4 separate regions of the Mus musculus genome follow, and all the other regions are linked to region 1. Evidence: chromatin contacts called from public promoter capture Hi-C data. All regions are on one chromosome and are shown on one strand. Each heading gives the region's core, a stretch centred on a gene start, on an enhancer-like site or on the middle of the called end of the contact. The rest is flanking DNA. Distances are from core to core; before and after follow the strand shown.

Region 1 (3,413 bases), core at 330-2,829:
TATGTAGCTCGGGCTGTCTTGGAACTTCCTATGTAGACCTTGTGAACCTCGAACTCACCAGCTGCCCCCTTATCTCCACAAGCCAAGTGCACCTACGTATACACAAAATAAATAAAAAAGTAAAAAAAAAAAACCAACAAAACAAACAAACAAACAAACCCAGAAAACACCAACCAACCAACCAGAAAAAGAAAGAACAACAGAAACCTAACCAAAATTTGTTGTATTATTCCTAAGTACCATTCTCTCTTGGCCAATGATGTTCTCCTAATTAAAGATCTACTCCAGGTGAGGCACAGTAGTGGCTGTGGGTCATCATGTGGGTGCTGGAAATTGAACCCAGGTTCATTGCAAGAGTAGCAACTGCTCTTAACCACTGAGCCCATATACCCCAGCTTTTTATGTGGGTGCTAGAAACTTGAACTCAGGTCCTTGTCCTTTCATGGGAAGCACTCTTATCTACTGAGCCATCTCCCCAGCCCCATCTTGTCCCTCTCTTTTCTTTTGTATTTTTCAAGACAGGGTTTCTCAGTGTAGACTTTGCTGTCCTGGAACTTGCTCTGTAGACAAGACTAGCCTCAAACTCACTACATCAACCTGCCTCTGCCTTTGCCTCCTAAGTGTTGGGACTAAAAGCATGTGCCACCACACCTGGCCCATTTCTGGCTTTTTTTTTTTTTTTTTGGTTTTTTGAGACAGGGTTTCTCTGTATAGCCCTGGCTGTCCTGGAACTTACTCTGTAGACCAGGCTGGCCTTGAACTCAGAAATCCTCCTGTCTCTGCCTCCCGAGTGCTGGGATTAGAGGCGTGCGCCACCATGCCCGGCTCCCATTTCTGGCTTTTTATGGCCAAAGACACTACTTATAGATTTCACTTGCTTGATAGTCATTGAATTTCATTTATGTAACACAGGACTTTGATCTCAGGGTTAGCAATGGTAGTTCATACTTTCTGAGCGCTAAACTCAAGGTTTCCTGGAGTGAGTTCTATCTGTCCCTGGCTTGCTTGGGGAGAGAAAAGGCTCTTCTGAAAAAAAAGAGGCAATAATAGCTTAGGATGTTATCGGAATCTTGCATTGATGTTGAGGCTGCTGTTACATGCACACTTGGCTCAAGTCTCTAGGTCTCAATCTTTCTGCAGATGCCAGATGTATGAACTTTAGGAGGGTCTGGTTTTCTAAAATCACAATTAGGGAGAACCAAGGACCCTGAGTTCTCTATTTTCCTAGTATTTGGAATACAGAGGAAGCGCTAGTCGCCATCTTGCTATCAAATGCCAGGCAAGGAGCCACTGGCGTCGTTTGGTAACCACGGTGACACTCCGGCTTTGCCTTCTTAGAGACTGGAAACTACAATTCCCATCAGCCGACTTCCCCTCCGGGCTCTCGAGTGCTCTACATTTGGCTTGCACACAGCCGCGACTCTACGCAGTGACCCGTGGGAGTTGCTGTTCGCCGCGTAGCCTTGCCTTTTGCCGCTGGAGCCTCCAGAACTACAAGTCCCGTGAGGCAGCGGAGTGCGCACGCGCAGAGCCGCGGTCCTCCTCGGGCCCCCTGCCAGTGCCAGGAGGTAAAAAGAGAGGGCGGGGGAAGGAAGAGGAGGCGGGATCCGGACGCTGCGTTGGCTGCGGCCTGGCACGAAAGGGGCGGCCCCGGCGGAGAGCAGACCCAGTAGTCCGGGCGATTATGGACCCGGCAGAGGCGGTGCTGCAGGAGAAAGCGCTTAAGTTTATGGTGAGGAGATGGGTGCGGGCAGGGGACTAGTGGAGGCGGCTGCGTTGGCGTGTCGCTGAGCTTAGGCCAGGGTCACCCGCTCACCGCAGGAGGGGGCAGTGGGACTGGGGGCCAAGGCCAGTGGCGAGGCGGAGGGAGGGACTGGACCTGAGCTTGGGGGAGGGTGCAGGAGGGTACAGAGGGGACCCTGGGGTGGGGGCAGCAGCTCCGCCATCTTGTGGAAGAGAGGCCAAGTGACAGCGGGAGCTCATTCGAGGTGGGGGCTCCTGGCGGCGCGCGGGGCCCCAGAGGGAAAGGGGCGTGGGGACAGTTACTGAAGAGCGGAGGAACCCGGGTGGAGAGACGCCTGTGGACGCTGGCAGGGGCCTTCCCGGTGTCAGGGTTACGGGTAAGGCCTGGGAGAGGAGGTGCACTCAGGAGTGGGGAATAGTGGAGATAGGATAATGGCAAGACAGACACTGGGGGCAGGGGGAAACTGGGCAGGGCTGGAAACTGATGGCTGTAACGGCGAAAGTGGGAAAACCATGGCTGGGAGGCAAGTATTTTTGTAGGATGGGCTGAGAAGATAGCCTTTGCCTAAGGGCTAAGGGTGGAATCCCAGTTAGCTCTACTAATGTTGGCAAACTCTGGAAGAGGCCTCATTTAAGAAGATAAGGACTCAGACCTAGGGCTATGGTGACAGTTCCTGGGAGAGAAAGACAGTGTTGATTGTGAGCTAGAATTACAAATATCAGAAAGGAGATACGTGCTCTGTTTTGAAGGAGAGGGTCAAAATTATTTGTGGTAAGGACAAAGCGATGAAAGAAATGTAGTTACAGGTGAGTGGGGACAAGGTTAATAACCAATAAGAGAAATCAAAACAAAACTTGGGCCTTCAGTGGTGAGGTAGTAAAAAGTGGGGGAAGCCAGGTGCTGTATTGCTTTCTGTGAGAAGAAAGTCCTTGGAGAAATGAGATGTGAGGAAATTTCAGAGGAAGGATGTAGGGAGTAGAGAAAGTGAGATAAGTCGGGATTGGTGGTTGCCCGTGAGTTTTAGGTTGTAGTACAGAGTGAGTATTGCATTTTTAGGGTCTGTGTCAACCCCTTAGGCCCTGTTTCTGTAACTTTGTATGGTGGTTCTCCTTTGCTGTGCTTGTCTTTGGCAACCTTGACCAGTCTGATATTTGATGCTTTTAATCTGATGCTTTCTTGTATAGCCTAGGTGTAAACCAGCCTCTAGTTACATCTAAAGAAGGATGGATGCATAGATTTTTTTTTTAAGCTTAACAGGTGGTCTTAGGGATAATGCATTATTTTCAATCAAGTCTTGTGGTTTTTTGTTTATTTGTTTGTTTGTTTTTGTTTTTTTTCAGAAGTAATTGTAACCCATCTTTCAAATAGCATTCCTTGGTTGAATAGTTTTTTTGTGCCTTTGCCTAAAATGCCATAACAAATTTGATAAACATAGATACTAACTTAGTTGAAATTAGGTTTTAAATTGTCCCATTCATATTTATAGAAGCTGGTCAAATTTAACTTTTTATTTTGGGGACTGGAGAGGCTGCTCAGCAGTTAAGACCATTGCTGCTCTTCTAGAGGATGAAGGCTTGATTCCCAGCACCCACATGGCTACTCACAGTGGTTTAACTCCAGTCCACCCTCTTCTGGACTCCCCCCCCACCCCCCCACCATGTACACAGGT
Region 2 (3,413 bases), core at 588-3,087, 420 kb after region 1:
GGAGCTCTCAACCAGGAGGCCAACCTAACTTTATCCCTTTTGGCTTGAGTATTAGTCTTTAAAATGTTTTGGTTTGTTTTTTTAAAAAAAACAAGATTTTATTTAATATACAAGTTCACGGTGGCTGTCTTCAGATACACCAGAAGAGGGCATCGAATCTCATTACAGATGGTCGTGAGCCACCATGGATGTGGTTGCTGGGAATTGAACTCAGGACCTCCGGAAGAGCTCTTAATCGCTGAGCCATCTCTTCAGTCCTGAGTACTAGTTTTTATATTCCCCAGTAATAATAATAATAATAATAGAGAAAGAAACTAGAAAACGTTGAGTTTGCCACTAAAAACAAAACAAAAATCAAACAAACAAAAAAATCCATAAGAAAACTCAAATTACGGAGTGCTTAGGGAAGAACTAAGCTTTCCTGAGCTCGGTATCCACCCATTCTATTTCAGAAATTGTAATTAAGATCTTCCGGCATCTTCCCTTACTATCAAAACGCCCTCGTCCTTTTCAACTGTAAATGAGAAGACAGAAATTAAGACTTTCACTGAATTCTAACTCCACATAACAGATGCTCTGAGATATGATATACTGGTATTTACACACACTCCCAAGTCAAAAAAACAGCAATTGTTAAAGGATGATACTTTTCTGGGCTACAAGTGAGTCTTAAGAGGTGAAGGAGGCTTACAGGCTAACAAAAATAAATAAATAAAAATAAAAACAAAACAATTTCCTAAGCCTGAAGGAATCTGTAATATAATAAGCTGACTGCGCTCCTTCACGGGTAAAAACGTGCCTGTGAGGGCTGATTTTTTTTCCCCTTACAAGGATAGGGGCGGGGGATGGGAGCGCTGCACAAATTTCAACTGAAAGCAGGCATCTCTGCGGACTAAGATCCCAAGGTACAAAGAAGTGAAGCCCACAGCCGGACCACAGGCTCCTTCCTTGCCACCGCCTCCTCCTCCGACAAATCTGTGTGGCTCTAAGCCAGAGGAGGGTGGGGTCAGGCTCCTCCATAGCCCGGAGTCGCCGAAGCCGTGACATAGCGGAGGGTAAAGAAGTGTGCCCACCGTCTGTCTCCTCCCCGTAACCCCGTGTGAGCAATGACGGACGCCTCCCGTCCTGGGGGCGGGGAACTGCGGGAAAAGTCACCAGCACGCCCCTCCCGGGGACGGAGGCTGAACACCTACGCGGGACTGGAAGGCCAACTCACCTTCCACGACACCGCACAGGAACCTGCGGGCCCCTCCGGCCGCCCCGACCACGGCCGCAGCCCCGGCTCCCGATGGGTTATCTTCTCCGGGGGCGGGAGCTACCGACTGCTCCAACGAAGCCCCCGAGGCGGCGGCAGGGTTGGCGTTGCGCTCGCTCTCCCGCTCCTCCAGCGCCGCCTGGCTCTCCTTCTGCACCATCCTCCTGCCGCCGGCCACCGCTCCCCTTCGGCCTCGGTCCGTTGGGCCAAAGGCCCGGAGCCCTGCAAAGGGGCCGCGGCTCCGAACGCGCGCCTCCGGGGCTCCTTCCCCTCCCCCTCCGCCCTTCCCCCTTCCTCTCGGCGGGGGCCCGGAGTGCCCGGATGAGAAGGGCGGCGGCACCGGCTCGAGCCCTTTGTCAGCCGCTGCCTCGCCCCGCGCTGGGAGCCGGGAGCCTAAGCGGAGGGCGAGGCAGCCGCCGCGTCTCCACGGAAGGAGGACCGAGGAGGCGCCTTCGCTCGTCCTCCACGCCCGCCGCCCTCCGGACAGCCCGGCGTCTCCGGCTCTCTTCCCCCACCGGAGTCCCTAAGCAGCTCCTGCCGCTGCCTCTGCCGCCCGCTTCCTGTTTATCCGCACTGCGCCTGCGCTACAGACCGGCTCAGACCGGTCCCCAGCCCGGCTCCCCCGCCTTTCCTTGGGATAAGCCCATTGCGCTTTATTTGCTAGGGGAGAAAAAGGACAAAGGGCGCCGTGAACACCGCGGAGGTGTGCGGCGGTGGGACGTACCATTTTGGCTCGCCACCCTCCGGGATGAGCGCCACACTCTGGGTCGGACCATTACCCCACCCGGAGGAGGGGAACATGGGAGAATGCGGCCGGCCGGGGAGTTTGGGAGGAAGGGGGGGGGGGGGGGCGGAAAGGAGGTGTTTACCCTCTCAATGCGCAGGCGCCGGGACGATACTTCTAGTTCTTAAAGTGGTAGGAGACACTGACCTACTTTGGAGATTGTTGTACCAGTTTGGCTCATCGGGGCTGCCTGACCCACGTCTGCTTCTGTGAAGACACCATGCCAAGGAGCTCAGCTCACGCCTCTGTCCTGACTCATTGTTTCTTCTATCCTGTCTTCGGAGTTAACCGTGTTTTAAATTGAGCAGTCAACTGTTTTATTGAGTTTGCCTCATCCTGGGCTGTTGGGACCATTATGACCTCATAATATGGTTAAAACCTGCTGTTACGTCTCTGCCTGATTGAGCCCTACGTTTGTTTTGGGAGAGGCTGTGGTATGAAATTCACCAGACTACGTATGGAGAAGAAAGACTGCATTCCAAGCACAGGGAAAACAAACGTCTAATAAAAGTAGAAGAGAGTGGAAGGCGAGTTTGTTATGGCGATGGAGAGTGTGCGGTGTGCGTAAGGGACATGACCCTTTTAGCCTTAGCATCAGCATTTCCAAGGAAACCCTGCCTCTAAGGGCTTGCCTCCTGTACTCTAAGGGCTTGCCTCAGAGTACACTTGACATTTTGGTTCCTTAAGGGATCTGCCAGCCAGGCGATGGTGGCGCACCTTTAATCCCAGCGCTTGGGAGGCAGAGGCAGGCGGATTTCTGAGTTCCAGGCCAGCCTGGTCTACAAAGTGAGTTCCAGGATAGCCAGGGCTATACAGAGAAACCCTGTCTCAAAAAGACTAAAAAAAAAAAAAAAAAAAAAAAATCTGCCCTGTTTGGGAACAAACCTCTCATGTTCAATGTTAAGAAAGTAGTCAAACTATTGCATATGCCAGAAAGATTTTGCTGAAGGAACCCTGTTATAGCTGTCTCTTGTATGAGGCTATGCCAGTGCCTGGCAAATACAGAAGTGGATGCTTACAGTCTATAAAATGGAACACAGGGCCCCCAATGGAGAAGCTAGAGAAAGCACCCAAGGAGCTGAAGGGGTCTGCAACCCTATAGGTGGAACAACAATATGAACTAACCAGTACCCCCAGAGCGCGTGTCTCTAGCTGCATATGTAGCAGAAGATGGCCTAGTCGGCCATCACTGGGAATAGAGGCCCCTTGGTATTGCAAACTTTATATGCCCCAGTACAGGGGAATGCCAGGGCCAAAAAGCAGGAGTGGGTGTGTAGGGGAGCAGGGCAGAGGGAGGGTATAGGGAACTTTCGGGATAGCATTTGAAATGTATATAAAGAAAATATCTAACAAATAAAAAAAAAGAAAGAAAGT
Region 3 (3,413 bases), core at 533-3,032, 360 kb before region 1:
GGCTCACAACTGCCTGTAACTCCAGTTCCAGGGGACCCTACACTGTCTTCTGGCCTCCATGGACACTGCATGCGCACCGTGCACAGAAATACATGCAGGCATGTATTTATACACATGATAGATAATCAATCTTCAAATATAGTCTTTTTTTTTTAAACACTGCTTTTTTTTTTAAAGATTTATTTATTATATGTAAGTACACTGCAGCTGTCTTCAGACACACCAGAAGAGGGAATCAGATCTTCTTACAGATGGTTGTGAGCCACCATGTGGTTGCCGGGACTTGAACTAAGGACCTTTGGAAGAGCAGTCGGGTGCTCTTACCTGCTGAGCCATCTCACCAGCCCCTTCAAATATAGTCTTAATGACTTCAGTTTTCTTTTTCTTTTTTATTTCATTTTTAGTTTTTGAGACTGGGTTGTCCTGGAACTCACTCTGTAGACCAAGCTGGCCTTAAACGCAGAGATTCATCTGCCTCTGCCAACCAAATGCTGGGATTAAAGGTTATGCACTACCAACGCCAGGCTCATCTTCAACTTCCTAAACTGCACACAAACACGGATATAAGGTGCCTTGCCCAATGCCATACCAGCAAGAGCAACAGGGCATCCCGTGTCCTTCAGAAGACAGCCTCCAGACTCTTTCATGTGTTTTGAAGTCATTATTATTCGTATTTCAGAAAACACGGTCCTTGTACAAGTGTTGTACACTTCTCACATCTCAGCTTGCAAGGAGGCCAATTGAATCAGAATTAGGGTATTCACAAGGTCACTGCACCTAGCTACAAGTGGGCAAAGGAAAAGGTTCTTCTTTATCTCAGGCCACGCCCCGGCTGGTAGGCTCCACCCACCTACTCGGCCTGAGCTTGAAATCCAAAAGAGGAACCAATCCTATCCCTCTCACGGTCCAAAGCGCCTGGTTCTTTACTGTGCTTGCATCGAAGCTGGAGCAGAATCCCGGAGTTCTCTGGGCCGCAGCCCGTGGAGGGCAGTCCGTTTGTTGGTGAAGGGGTGCCACTGGCCCTGGATGCTCGGGTTGTCCGTGTGGAAGGGCTTGCGGATGCGGATCACATCCAAGCCGGACTGGTCTGCCAGCTTCTGCACCAACGACTTGATCTCCTCCACCGACTTGCTGTTGACGTTTTCCTCGCGCACAGCCCCATTAACTGGGAGAGGGACGTGGAGGGGATGAGTGGAAGGCGCCAGGTCGGAAATCAGACAAACAGAACGCAGCGGGCAAGCCGGGATCCCGCGCCGCCCACCCCCGCCCTAGCTCGGCCCCACTCACGGTATTCGGCCACTATTCGTGGCATGGCGCACGGGCGCGGGTTCACGTATACTACGACTCCTGGGTTCCGTCGGGCGAAGTCGGTCACCTCGCGTTCCACGAACTCCCTGCGAGACCCGGCGAAGGTGAGTACGGTGGCCCGAACCCAGCCCCATAGCTCCCCGCCTCCCTTTCCGGCGCTCCCGCTTCCGCGTGCCTCACCTGGCGCCGCGGGACGAGGGCGCATCCCGGCTGAGGCTGAGGCTGAGGCGCTGCAGCTGCTGCACGTAACGCCCTAGCCCATTATGGAGGACGCTGGTCAGAAAGCGGCTCGAAGTCCCGCGACCGGTCATGGCTACGGTTAGAGAGCCAGGACGCGGAGCCGGGGGGCGGGACTAACCGGTGACTTCCGGTTCCGGGGTTGTGGCATGGGCGCCCTGGAGAGTTTTGCTTCCGGAGTCACCGCGAGTAGCGCGTGCGAGCGGGCGACCCACGTTGCGGACAGAACACTAGAAAGGAGAGTGGTGACGCGAAGCTGGGGGCGGGAGCGTGGAGCTTTGAAGTGGAGGGCAGAGCAAGGGAGCCAGTGAGGAAGCCGGGCCGGAGCGCGTGACCTCCAGCAGTGTGGAGAGTGCCTGTGAGCGCTGGGGGCTCGGAGCGCCTGGAGTTGGGGTTCAGACGGGATGCAGAAAGCGGTAGAGATGAGGTTAGCCAGGAGAGTCCGTAGAGGGGTAGTAGACGTGAAGAGATGATACAGAGAAGCCGTTTAGATCGAGGGACCGTAGAAGGATCTAGAAGTGAGCTGGTGGAGAGAAATCCGTAAAGGACCTAGAGATAGGAGAATCCTCAGAGAGAGGCGTAGACGCGAAAGGGCAGTGTAGGTGTGTAGGGATGAAGTAGCAATACACAGGCAACCGAGGGGAGTAAGAACTGTGTTCGTGAAGAAGTTTGAGGAGGGATAAAGAGAAAAGCCAGTAGGAGTGATTTCTGCGAGTGCCTTGTAGAAGGTTTCCTAGGGTCTGGTTTAGTGAAGGCACTGAACCAGACAACAAAAGCTTTTGCAGTAGTGGCGTCCCACTCCATTAGGAATGTGGCTTCTTCTCCGACGTGCATATCCCCTCCGGATCTTGCTGCCACTGCGTGGCGAGTGGGTGGGTAGGAGGGGCCTGCCCAGAAGCTTGGCGCCAGGCCCTCCCCGCAGAAGGTACAGAAAAGAAGCGCTCCCAGCCTTAGAGATGCCAGTGTCGCCGGTGACTACGACTGAAATCCGCCAGTATTTACGTGCACATGGGATCCCCTTCCAGGATGGCCACAGCTGCCTTCGAGCACCAAGTCCCTTTGTGGTGTCCTCAGACATCAAAAATGAGAAAAAGGACGCTCCCACTTCCTTCTGCCTCTTCATTGACAAGACCACAGGACACTTTCTTTGCATGACCAGCCTAGCAGAAGGGAGCTGGGAAGACTTGCAGGCCAGTGTGGAGGGACGAGGGGATGGGGCCAAAGAGGGTGTCCTACTTAGGGAAGGCCCAGAAGCTGAGGTTAGGGAGGAGGTCTTGAGGATCTGGAACCGAGCCATACCTCTTTGGGAGCTTCCAGACCCTGAGGAAGCCCAGCTAGCTCGTGTGATGTTTGGCCTTACCAAGGTGACAGATGACACACTCAGGCGATTCAGTGTCCGCTATCTTCGATCTGCTCGAAGTCTGGTCTTCCCTTGGTTCACCCCTGGGAGCTCAGGATTACGTGGCCTGAAGCTACTAGGGGCTGAGGGTCAGGAAAATGGAGTACAGTATGTAGAGACCACCATCCCCCGGCCTGGTGTCTATCACAACCTATTTGGATTACCACTGATCAGCCGGAGAGATACTGAGGTGGTTGTGACAAGTCGTGAACTGGACAGCCTGGCCTTGAGCCAGTCGACGGGGCTGCCAACCCTTTCCCTACCCCGAGGGACAGTCTGCTTACCCCCAGCCTTACTGCCTTACCTTGAACAGTTCCGTCGGATTGTGTTCTGGTTAGGAGATGACCTTCGATCCTGGGAAGCTGCCAAACTGTTTGCTCGAAAACTCAACCCCAAGCGATGCTCTCTGGTGAGGCCTGGGAACCAACAGCCTCGTCCCCTGGAGGCCTTAAACCAAGGCTTAAGTCTT
Region 4 (3,413 bases), core at 621-3,120, 320 kb before region 1:
GGCTCTTGGTCTTCCAGGCTCCATGAGCTTTCTCAGTAGGGCTGGAGTCTTAGTAAGGCAGATCTCGCTGAGTCGAAAAATAGTGTTTCTTCTGGCCACCCTGTTCTGGAAAGTCCACAAGACAGAGCAGCTGATCCCAGGCCACTTGGAAGAGAGGGATCTTTCTGATGCAATTTCAGTCTGAATGCTTCTTAGGAGTAGGGCTTCCAGATCTGTGTAGGAAGAACAGGGTTTGGGGAGAGGGATGAGTGCTGTCCCATTACCCTGGCTTCTGCACTTCCTCCTGACTTGAACATCCTGTCCCCCTCTCCCATCCTGGGCCCAGAGGAGATCGGCCCAGTTCTGCACCATCTTGGATTTGGGGATTTGTTTCTACAAGGCCATTGGGACACTTTCCTTCCATTCCTCCCTCCATTCCTCCATTGCTATTCTCAATGGAGTCATCCACCCAGTCTCCGGTCCTCATCTGACACTCAGAGAGTAGAGATGGGGGTCACAGCAGGCTCTTGAGTTTTAAAGAGAGAGAGGAGAATGGGTGCCACACAGTTTACTGCAGCATCTTTCCTGTGTGTATATGTATATGGGTAGGGGCTAGCCTCCCGAGCTGGACTTCAGGACCTGGGATAGCTGCGGTCGAGCTTGCCCCCCACCGCCACCCCCAGGTGAATGTCAGGCTCCAGGCTGCAGTTGTGAGTCTAAAGTCGCTGCAAGACTCTATCCCAGGACTGAGTGATCTTCTGGAGAGAGCCCCACAAATCGCTAGTGCAAAACCAGGGGTCACGCCCTCTAGAGCATTTCTGTAAACCAAAAAACAGACTCCCCCATGTAGGACCTCCTGCCTCGCTACCTCTAGGACTTGGCCACCTCACCTGGTCCCGTGTGCCGCCGCTGCCCTTGTCGCCCGCTGGCGGGCGCGATACAGTGAACTAAGGACCCCGCCCACGCTCCGCGCAGCTGCTGGAATAGAGCTACCCTGCGCGGTCCTGGGATCCCATTGGCTGCTGAGACCGCCAGTCATTCTCTTCTAGCACCTTTGGTAGCCTGTCCGGATTGTAGCTTCTCACCTGTCTGATACCTCTGGGCTCTGCCCGCCCCAACTCTGAACCCCAACTGGTCGTTGGAACCCAGGCTCTGGAACTGGCTGGGTTCCACTGGCTACTAGAATCACGTCTTCTCCGGGCCACGCTAGCTTCCTGAAATTGCCATCCCTTCCGTAGTCATCCCTAAGGTCTCTGTGGGAGAATGTCACAAACGAAAGAGCTGAACCTGAGCCTGAGATCAGCAGGAAGGAAAGCTGGAACATGGCTGTGTCGCCGCTGTGCCCTGGGTGCTGATGGATAAGGGATGTGTGTGTGTAATGCCTTCTTCACCTTCGGAGACACCCTGTTCTGGAAAGGCCGCACGATACAGCAGCTGATCCCAGGCCACTAGGAGAAGAATCTTTCTGATGCGCCTGCTTGGATGCAGGCAGAGATCACGGGAAACTTTGGCCGTGCACATCCCTAGGACTGGGGCGTCAGTTTGTGTACGGATAAGTGTTGGGGGTACAAAAAATTGCTGGCACAGTGGAGCTGGGGATTAGGTGGCAAAGGGGACTGGGAACACAAAAGGGGCACAGATACCACAACAATGTGGCTGGAAAGAGATGCGAATGACGAGGATCTGCAAAAGGAGCCTCTAAGACCTGGAGTAGCAGACCAGGGTGCAAGCAAGGAGAGTCCATTGCCAAGGCAGCAATCAAGTAAACAAGCAGTAATCCGAATCCCTCCGGGCGTTGCACCCTCAGAGGCCCGCCCTCCACGCCGCTCACCCGCACCCAGTGCACCTAGACTGGGTGCTGCGGGGGTGGGTGCCTCCAGAGGCAAGCTAAGGGACTGCAAGCGAAGGAGGCAAGTGGGGCGGCTCCTCCCCTTTTCTCCCTGGTTGGGAAGGAGGCCAGAATTGCTTCCCAGGACTGGGTCGGGTTTGGTCTCAACGGCCTGGTCTGGGAGAATCACTCTGGACATCCACTGTCTCGGAACTCTGCCAAGAGGGGGGGTGGGTCAGGCGAACGAGCTCAGGGAGCCCCCGCCCTTCCCTGCTGCTCAGCGTCACGCGTGACGTCTCGGTGATGGCTGGGAGGAAAGCGGAGAGCGGTGAGGAAGGCGGGTCTGAGAGCTTCTAGAGGCTGAAAACCCCGGAAAGCGTGAGTGCCTGCTGCCTTGGGAATCAGCAAAGTGGAGGGGTGAGGGCTTGGGCTCAGAACAGAAGGCTTGCCTTGAGAGAGGTGCTCTCTCTTATGGGAATTCCATATTGCGTGGTCTGTTAGGATCTGTAGGGCACAAGGAGGGGTTGGTTGAGGCTGTGTGTTAGGCATGCTTTCAAATGTCTGCAACTGATAGATATGGCTGAGCGTGTGTGTGTGTGTGTGTGTGTGTGTGTGTGTGTGTGTGTGTAACGGTACTCTGGTTGGTTGACTAGTGTATACAGTGTGACTCTAACCTGTTTGTGTGCTGGGGAGGGCGTGCCTGTCTTTGTGTATAAGTATGTGAAAGTCGGGTGGGGACGGTGTCTACTGTGAGGGAGGAAGTGGGGTTGGAGGGTATTAGTCACTCTGCAGGATTTTTGCCTAACACAGCCAGATGGCTGTTCTTGGCATTCCTTTTTGTGCTGGGCGGAGGGGCATCCATTGAATCTCGCCCTTTCCTGAGGTTTTTCTGAGGCTCAGAGAGAGTTGGGTGGGTGCCTGCGTCAGTTCTATTCAACCCAGGACCAGGGAGAGCCCGGAGTTATTGTGTAGGAGTGGAAGCAAGTGGGTTTGAGGAGGCTATGTGGGTGCTCACATGTTCACAAATGGCTGCCACTCCAGTGCTGTTTGAGATCTGGTACGGATCAGCCCTCAGGTGCCTAATGTCTCCTCCAATCAGGGGCTTGAGTGTGGGCTGCCTTCTGTCATTTTTCCAAACAGCCTTGGAAGTTTTTATCTAAGTCTTGGGGCAGCTGGGGCCTGAAGCTGGAAAGGGCTTGGGTGTGTTATCCATGTTCTGTGCTCCTATAGCAGGAGCTCAAGATAGCTGCCCCAGATTAGCTGCTGCTGGGGAATCACACACACACACACACACACACACACACACACACACACACACACACTCACACACACGTAAATCTGGCATCAGGCCACAGCGTCAGGAAAGCTATATTCTTGGTTCTGGTCTTCCCTCCGGCTCTTAAGTGGCTGTATGTTCCTGGCTAAAACACTACCTAGGGAACAACTCCTCCCCCACCCTTGTTTATGGATCTGGAGTGACCTTGAGCACCTGCAAGCACTGGTCAGTTTCTGGGGCCAAGGCAGAGCCACCAAAGTGTCTCCCAAGTGAAGGAAGTCCTTGGACCTGACCCTTATTCTTGCTACCTTGCAGAAGATGGGTGACCTG

The links. Promoter capture Hi-C pulls out the DNA fragments that hold promoters and counts their contacts. Capture Hi-C pulls out chosen DNA fragments and counts their contacts.
Region 2: a contact with region 1 is called in a promoter capture Hi-C map of pre-B cells, with 3 times the contacts expected there. The contact joins the promoter of Oga here to the promoter of Btrc in region 1. A contact is called at or near these places in 9 of 39 promoter capture datasets (the 3T3-L1 cell line, the C10 cell line, the HPC-7 cell line and 4 more) and 5 of 115 datasets of contacts at active chromatin or transcription factors (embryonic stem cells, extraembryonic endoderm stem cells, large pre-B cells and 2 more).
Region 3: a contact with region 1 is called in a promoter capture Hi-C map of pre-B cells, with 3 times the contacts expected there. The contact joins the promoter of Twnk here to the promoter of Btrc in region 1. A contact is called at or near these places in 1 of 39 promoter capture datasets (pre-B cells), 1 of 115 datasets of contacts at active chromatin or transcription factors (pancreatic cancer cells) and 1 of 9 other capture datasets (liver).
Region 4: a promoter capture Hi-C map of pancreatic islet shows a contact between it and region 1. The contact joins the promoter of Sfxn3 here to the promoter of Btrc in region 1. A contact is called at or near these places in 1 of 484 Hi-C or Micro-C datasets (uterus), 2 of 115 datasets of contacts at active chromatin or transcription factors (memory CD8 T cells and pancreatic cancer cells) and 2 of 9 other capture datasets (adipose tissue and pancreatic islet).

The regions. Positions count from the first base shown.
Region 1 is chr19:45,362,155-45,365,567 of GRCm38.p6, forward strand. It overlaps Btrc (beta-transducin repeat containing protein), which reads left to right and starts at 1,580. Exons shown (of 15, transcript NM_001037758.2): 1 at 1,580-1,732. The coding sequence starts at 1,685.
Region 2 is chr19:45,781,716-45,785,128 of GRCm38.p6, forward strand. Oga (O-GlcNAcase) reads right to left here and starts at 1,838. Exons shown (of 16, transcript NM_023799.4): 1 at 1,217-1,838. The coding sequence starts at 1,415.
Region 3 is chr19:45,004,776-45,008,188 of GRCm38.p6, forward strand. It overlaps Twnk (twinkle mtDNA helicase), which reads left to right and starts at 1,783. Exons shown (of 5, transcript NM_153796.4): 1 at 1,783-3,413. The coding sequence starts at 2,355. Mrpl43 (mitochondrial ribosomal protein L43) reads right to left here and starts at 1,667. Exons shown (of 3, transcript NM_053164.3): 1 at 1,489-1,667; 2 at 1,288-1,394; 3 at 239-1,165. The coding sequence starts at 1,619. The coding sequence ends at 924.
Region 4 is chr19:45,045,706-45,049,118 of GRCm38.p6, forward strand. Sfxn3 (sideroflexin 3) reads left to right here and starts at 1,871. Exons shown (of 11, transcript NM_053197.4): 1 at 1,871-2,185; 2 at 3,399-3,413. The coding sequence starts at 3,402. Pdzd7 (PDZ domain containing 7) reads right to left here and starts at 67. Exons shown (of 16, transcript NM_001195265.1): 1 at 1-67.